2 separate regions of the Rattus norvegicus genome follow, and region 2 is linked to region 1. The links are chromatin contacts, called in public Hi-C maps. All regions are on one chromosome and are shown on one strand. The core of a region is the stretch at or near the end of the contact, and the rest is flanking DNA. Distances in the headings are between cores, read along the strand shown. Region 1 has its middle 230 kb from the start of Gadd45g. Region 2 has its middle 170 kb from the start of Gadd45g.

What was found. A called contact is a pair of places that touch in the nucleus more often than the background predicts.
Region 2: a contact with region 1 is called in a Hi-C map of kidney, with 5 times the contacts expected there. The contact joins two enhancer-like sites. A contact is called at or near these places in 2 of 12 Hi-C or Micro-C datasets (kidney and liver).

Annotation. Positions count from the first base shown.
Region 1 is chr17:13,295,985-13,298,735 of GRCr8, forward strand. No RefSeq gene overlaps it. Among named protein-coding and RNA genes, the nearest start is that of Gadd45g, 230 kb to the right of the region's middle. Within about 2 kb of position 1,382, at least 22 of the 93 cell types and tissues checked have an H3K27ac peak or open chromatin away from gene starts, as enhancers often do. A contact at or near this core is called in kidney and liver, where this site is marked.
Region 2 is chr17:13,358,199-13,360,949 of GRCr8, forward strand. No RefSeq gene overlaps it. Among named protein-coding and RNA genes, the nearest start is that of Gadd45g, 170 kb to the right of the region's middle. Within about 2 kb of position 1,378, at least 10 of the 93 cell types and tissues checked have an H3K27ac peak or open chromatin away from gene starts, as enhancers often do. A contact at or near this core is called in kidney and liver, where this site is marked.

The DNA.
Region 1 (2,751 bases), core at 132-2,631:
CCTCTACCTCTTAGATACTGAGAGGGCAAGTGTGAGACCTTCGGCTGACGGCTTGACTGACAGCTAGCCTCTCAGTATTTCCCAGATGGTGTGGTCTTTCTCACACGCAGCATCTTATTGGGTGGTTGTAACTGTTGGCGTCATTTGCTTGACTCAGACACTGCCTTCCTTCCTCATCCACAGGTTCCATAGACATGGACTAGCAAGTTGACTAACTATGGATAGAACACTTAGAGGAAGAAAGTTGTGCCTAGTGTGCTGGTCCAGACTTCTAATCCAAGTACTGAGAAGGCAGGGGCAGGCAGATCTCTAGGGGTTTGTAGCTAGCCTGGTTTATATTGCCCATTTCTTACCAGCCAGGACTTCACAGAGAGTCTTTGTCTCAGGAATAGAGGGAGGGAGGGAGAGAGAGACACAAACAGAGAAAGAGCCTATTGTATAGACAGTTTCCTTGCTGCTGCTCCCCTAAATGGTACAGCATAACCATCCATATAGTCTTTACTTTGTATTAAATCTTACAAGCAGCCCAGGGGTGGTCTGAAGCACACAGGATGTGTGATATCTGAGGATTCTGGGATCCACGTGGGTCCTGGGAAATCCTACACAAGTACCAATGACTGACCACATCCTTCTACCTAATCCATTCTGACCTTGCAGGGGAGGGTGGCAGAAGAAAATTCAGAGTTTACAGAAGCAACTGGGACCCTGTGGGAGAGGAGGCTGACGGTCATTTCGGGTGAGCTGTGGTCAGTCTCCAAGGCAGGGACACGAGCACACTGCTGCCAGCCAAGCGGTTCAAAGTCCGCAGAAGAGAAGGATGGGGCACGTGGAACAGGATGAAACAAGCCCGGGGAAATAATACAGGCAGGGAAGAAAAACACAGGGTAGTGAAACAGGAAAAAACACTTCCAACAGTAAGAAAGCAGACATCTTCACACAAGCCGGGCACACATCTGCCTCTGCTGATCCACCCTGCACTGCAGTCATTTGGAAATGAAGGATTACGGGGGAGGGTGGTCCTGTCTTCCCTCTCAGCAAGGTCCTTCTGACTCCCAGTGGGACTCTTTTTATCTCCCCACCACACACACACACACACACACACACACACACACACACACACACCACACACACACACACACACACACACCACACACACACACACACACACACACACACACACACACACACACACACACACACCACTGGCAGAATGTAAGAGGATAGCCAGCCAGCTGAGCAAAGCCCTTACTCTAGACCTGATAAGCAAAGATAAAAATGTCCAAGCAGGAACTAATTAAAGTGACCTAACAGGAAGAGACACGGGGTGCACAGGAAAGGGAAGTGCCAGGGACATTTGACCCAGCCTTAGACTGCAGGAGGACAGGACTCTGTCTCCTCAGTGAGATCTGCTCTCATGGGTGCCCCACTTGCCAGGTGTCAGAGTGACTTCCCGATACAGTTCAAAGCACATGGATGTGGGAAACTCTCAGGGGAAGCCTTAGCCCCCAAGCGAAATCTGCCTGTTCTCATGAGCTCACAGTAGCAACCACCCAGCAGCTGCCAGATGGAGGGATGGATTGTTGGCAGCGGCCCATGAAAAAGACTGAAGAAGCTGACGTTTATTAGCATAAACGTAAGCCCTCTAGGACTTGAAGACAGGGTCCTCCTTCCAGGTGTCCTCCAGCCAATCTCCCCCGACCTTTCCCACATGACAGAAGTACCAAGAAAGGCTTTCTCATGGCCTCCAAGGCTCCTACATTGGCTGGAGAAATGAGGGGCTAATTTGGGGAGATACAGAGAGGGTGTTTCCCTGGAGACTCTTCGCGTATGACTGGGCAGAGATAGTGACATGGACTCCAGTGTGGCCCAGACCTGCCCTCCACATTGTCACAGGGACACACACACACACACACACACACACACACACACACACACACACCACGCATGTACACACACATACGCACACGCACACATGCACAGGGTATGGTGCCAGCACCTAACAAGCCCTACTTTGGGAAATGATGGACAAGTCACCGTGCTGCTACAGTTTAGGTGTAGAGCGTCCTAGAAAGGCTCACAGTAAAAGATGTGGTGGTGGTGGTTAGTCTGTGGGACAACTGGAAGACGGTCGAAGCTTTAGGAGGGAGAGCCTCACGGGAAGAAGTTAGGTCGTTGGGATGCACCCTTAAAAGGGATAAAGGATAGTGGGACCTTGGTCTGTCTCTGCCTTTCTGTCTTTGTCTCTCTCTGACTCTGTCTCCTGTCTCTCTCTTCCTCCATCCAGCACAAGGTGAGAGGCTTTGGTCTTCCACACACTGCTCTTCACGGCATTCTTCCTCAGCCCTGGTACTAAAGCAAGAGATCCAAGCAGCCACGGACTGAACCTTCTGAAATAAAACGGTGAGCCAGTGATAACCCTTCCTCCTTAAACAGAGTGAACCGCAGTATTTGTCACGGTGGACAACACCACATATTACAACCTCTTGGGTCTGTTTCTTCTCAAGGGTCCCAGAATTCCCCCTGCTAGGTGTTTAGCTTGCCCTGCCCTGAACTTTGTATGCACCTAGCTGTCAGCCAGCCAACTGTAACAGGGGAAACACAGAACCCAGGTTCTTCCCCCATCAACCCTTGCATAATGTTTTGAAGTTCCAACTGAAGGTTTTCAGACCGTTATCCACCCACGCCCAGTTCCCCTCACTATTATTCAAGCCCCCATTTCTCTACTTCTTATCCCTCTGAGGGGCAGGTCTA
Region 2 (2,751 bases), core at 128-2,627, 62 kb after region 1:
CATAAGTAAGCCCTCACTGATTTCCCAGTCAGTTGTAACAAAGAATCACAGAGCTGAAGAAAATGAAAGCAGAAAGTGGTGCCAAGGGCTAAGAAGATGGCTCAGTCAAGTGCTTGGATACAAGGCTCAGCACTTGAGTGTGATCCCCATCTATAAACCTGCACAGTAGAGACATACATGTGCTGGTAATTCCAACTCAGGAGAGGCGGGTACAGGAAGAGCCTTGGGGAATCACATGACTGCCAGCCTGCTCTAGTCAGCTCAAAGGAAAATGAGAAGTCCTATCTCAAAAAAAAAAAAAAAAAAGACAACGCTCCTGGAACGATATTCTAGGTTGATCTCTGACCTGCAGACACATAGACACACGTGTGCACACATGAAGAGAAATAAGTAAAAGGAATGTGGTGCCCATGAACCCACTTCTGCCATTTGTAGCCCACTTCCTGCCACCTTGAAGCCCACTTCCTGCCACCTTGGAGCCCACTTCCTGCCACCTTGAAGCCCACTTCCTGCCACCTTGGAGCCCACTTCCTGCCTCTTAGGAGCCTACTTCCAGTCAGCATGGTGCCTCTGGTGGTGTTCCTATACCCCGAATGCCTCCCCCTAGAGGTTGGAAGATTATCTACTCCATGGCTCTGAACTTGCCACCCTCTACCAACCCCCTTTATTCTCACGGGTCAGGAATTCAGTCAGGTCGAAGTGGCTTCTGATTCCTCACAAGATGGCCGCTGGGTTTCCATAAAAGGAAACACATTGCCCTCTCTGCCACAGCATCTCCGGCGGCCTCAAAGGTGCTGTGTAGCTGTGATGATGGAGCGGCCTTCCCTACCTTCAGAGGAGATAGGGACGCACCCACAGGGTGACTGTGTTTAAGAAACGTCCCCCACAGTGATGGACAAACAGGACCCAGTGCCCCACCCACCAACACAACTTAGCTGTTGTGTGTCTTTCCTTGCTTTCTCTCCCATGTCCACTCTTAAGAGAAGATCGAATTCTTGAGATGACCCTGCCCAGGGAAGAATGTCCGCCCTCTGCAATCTCCTGAGGTTGCTTTCATGTGTTTTGTAAGACTCGCATGCAGATTTTTAAAAGGGAGAGAGTTCACCCATGCCTTCAAGGTGGCCTCTGAATTATGGCTGAATACCCTCTCTGAGAAAGGCTGCTGGCAGTAAGTTGAGATTCCTTCTCAGGGCATGCAGTAGGCAATGGCTAAATATTGCTTCACCGTGCACAAAGTCTGTCCTGTGGAGATGCCCGTCAACTGTCCAGCTGCCTGCCGTGCAAGTCCCTGCCATGTGGCGTTCCGCCCTGAGTAACTGCCTCTACAGTCATACCATGCGGCCAAAGCCTCTCCCCCTGGACCACACTCCGTCTAGCCAGACGCTACAACAGTCACTGTCCGGGCAGGCTGTGTGTCAGGTGCGTGGCCCGCCATGATCTCAGCCTGAGCCACCCCTATGTGAGGTTCCGTGCATGACGAGAGCAGCTCAGCAGTTCCCCAAGCACCAGGCCCAGGTGACGAGGCTTTTCTGTCTACCCACTAATTGCCGTTTTCACTGAGCACTGTCTGGCCGCAGCTCCAGAATTCCATTCTGACTGACTGACTGCTGCATCGTGTCCCCAAGCAGGGAGTCATTCCTCACTGTCTGTCGGTGTTTGAGATCGGGTAACACAGACACATAGATCAAGGATGTTCACGGTCCTCCGTAAGTGGGTGAGGTCAGAGCCTGACGGTCCATAGACCTTTGTCTTGTGTGGTGTAGACAGCCCAGGAGACGAGTGGGTGGTGCATGGGGGACGAGATTGCCCACATGATTTTCATCTCCTGGGTCTGCAGAAGTCTGCAACACCCAAGGCTGACAGCGCAGCCCAGGAAATGACCGACGGCTTCTTCCTGGCAGATTCCTACTTGTCTCAGAGACCCCCACGTGGGGCCCCGCCAGCTGCGGGAACCACCCAGCAAGCATTAATCAGCTCTGCCGATTGCCCTCCAAGGACACAGTGTACTATGAGGAGAAAGCTTTGAACTTCAGCTGCCACAGCTGGGGGGAACCTGATAGTAGGAAACAATAAACGGCCATCAGTGGGGAGGTCATCGGCTGAGGGTAGGAGTGCTCCTTGTGAGACGGAAACGGAAGCACTGGCATCTAGCCATTTTTCTGCCTGCATCACCAGCGTCTTAGGTGGGCAGGAAGCAGAGATCTGAGGGCAGGGATCCAGGCTCAAACTGTGTGGTAAAGAAAGCACTCTGCTCCTTAGAGGACTTTGAGCCGCTTTGACAGGCTGCTCTCTCTCTCTCTCTCTCTCTCTGGAAGGGACACTCCGCTCTGAAGCAGGTTGCAGAAAGGGGCCTTCTGAGGTGGAAGAGCTTGTGGAATACCAAGGTTCACCTGACTCAGCTCCTTTGAGAGGCCTCAGAGGGAACAAGTCATTGACTTGAAACCCATGCAGATCCCAGTGGTCTGCTGGGCTCTTTGTGGCTTTGGGCCAGCTGGCTCTCTGCTTCGTGGGGGTGGCCTTCACAAAGCCATGTCTTCCTTAATGCAATTCGCTAAGTGCTAGGGCAGGGGCAAACAGAAGCCCTGCCTTCTGCTGTCCGCAAGAGCAGCCCATAGAGAGATAAGGCAAAGCAAAAGTGGGGCTAAGAAGGGCAGCCCACACGGGAAGGCAACTAGGCAGAAAGAAAGGAGACCCTAGTAAGTACAGTCAAGTCCGTGATGAACTGGGAGACAGGTAATACAAGTTCCTGGC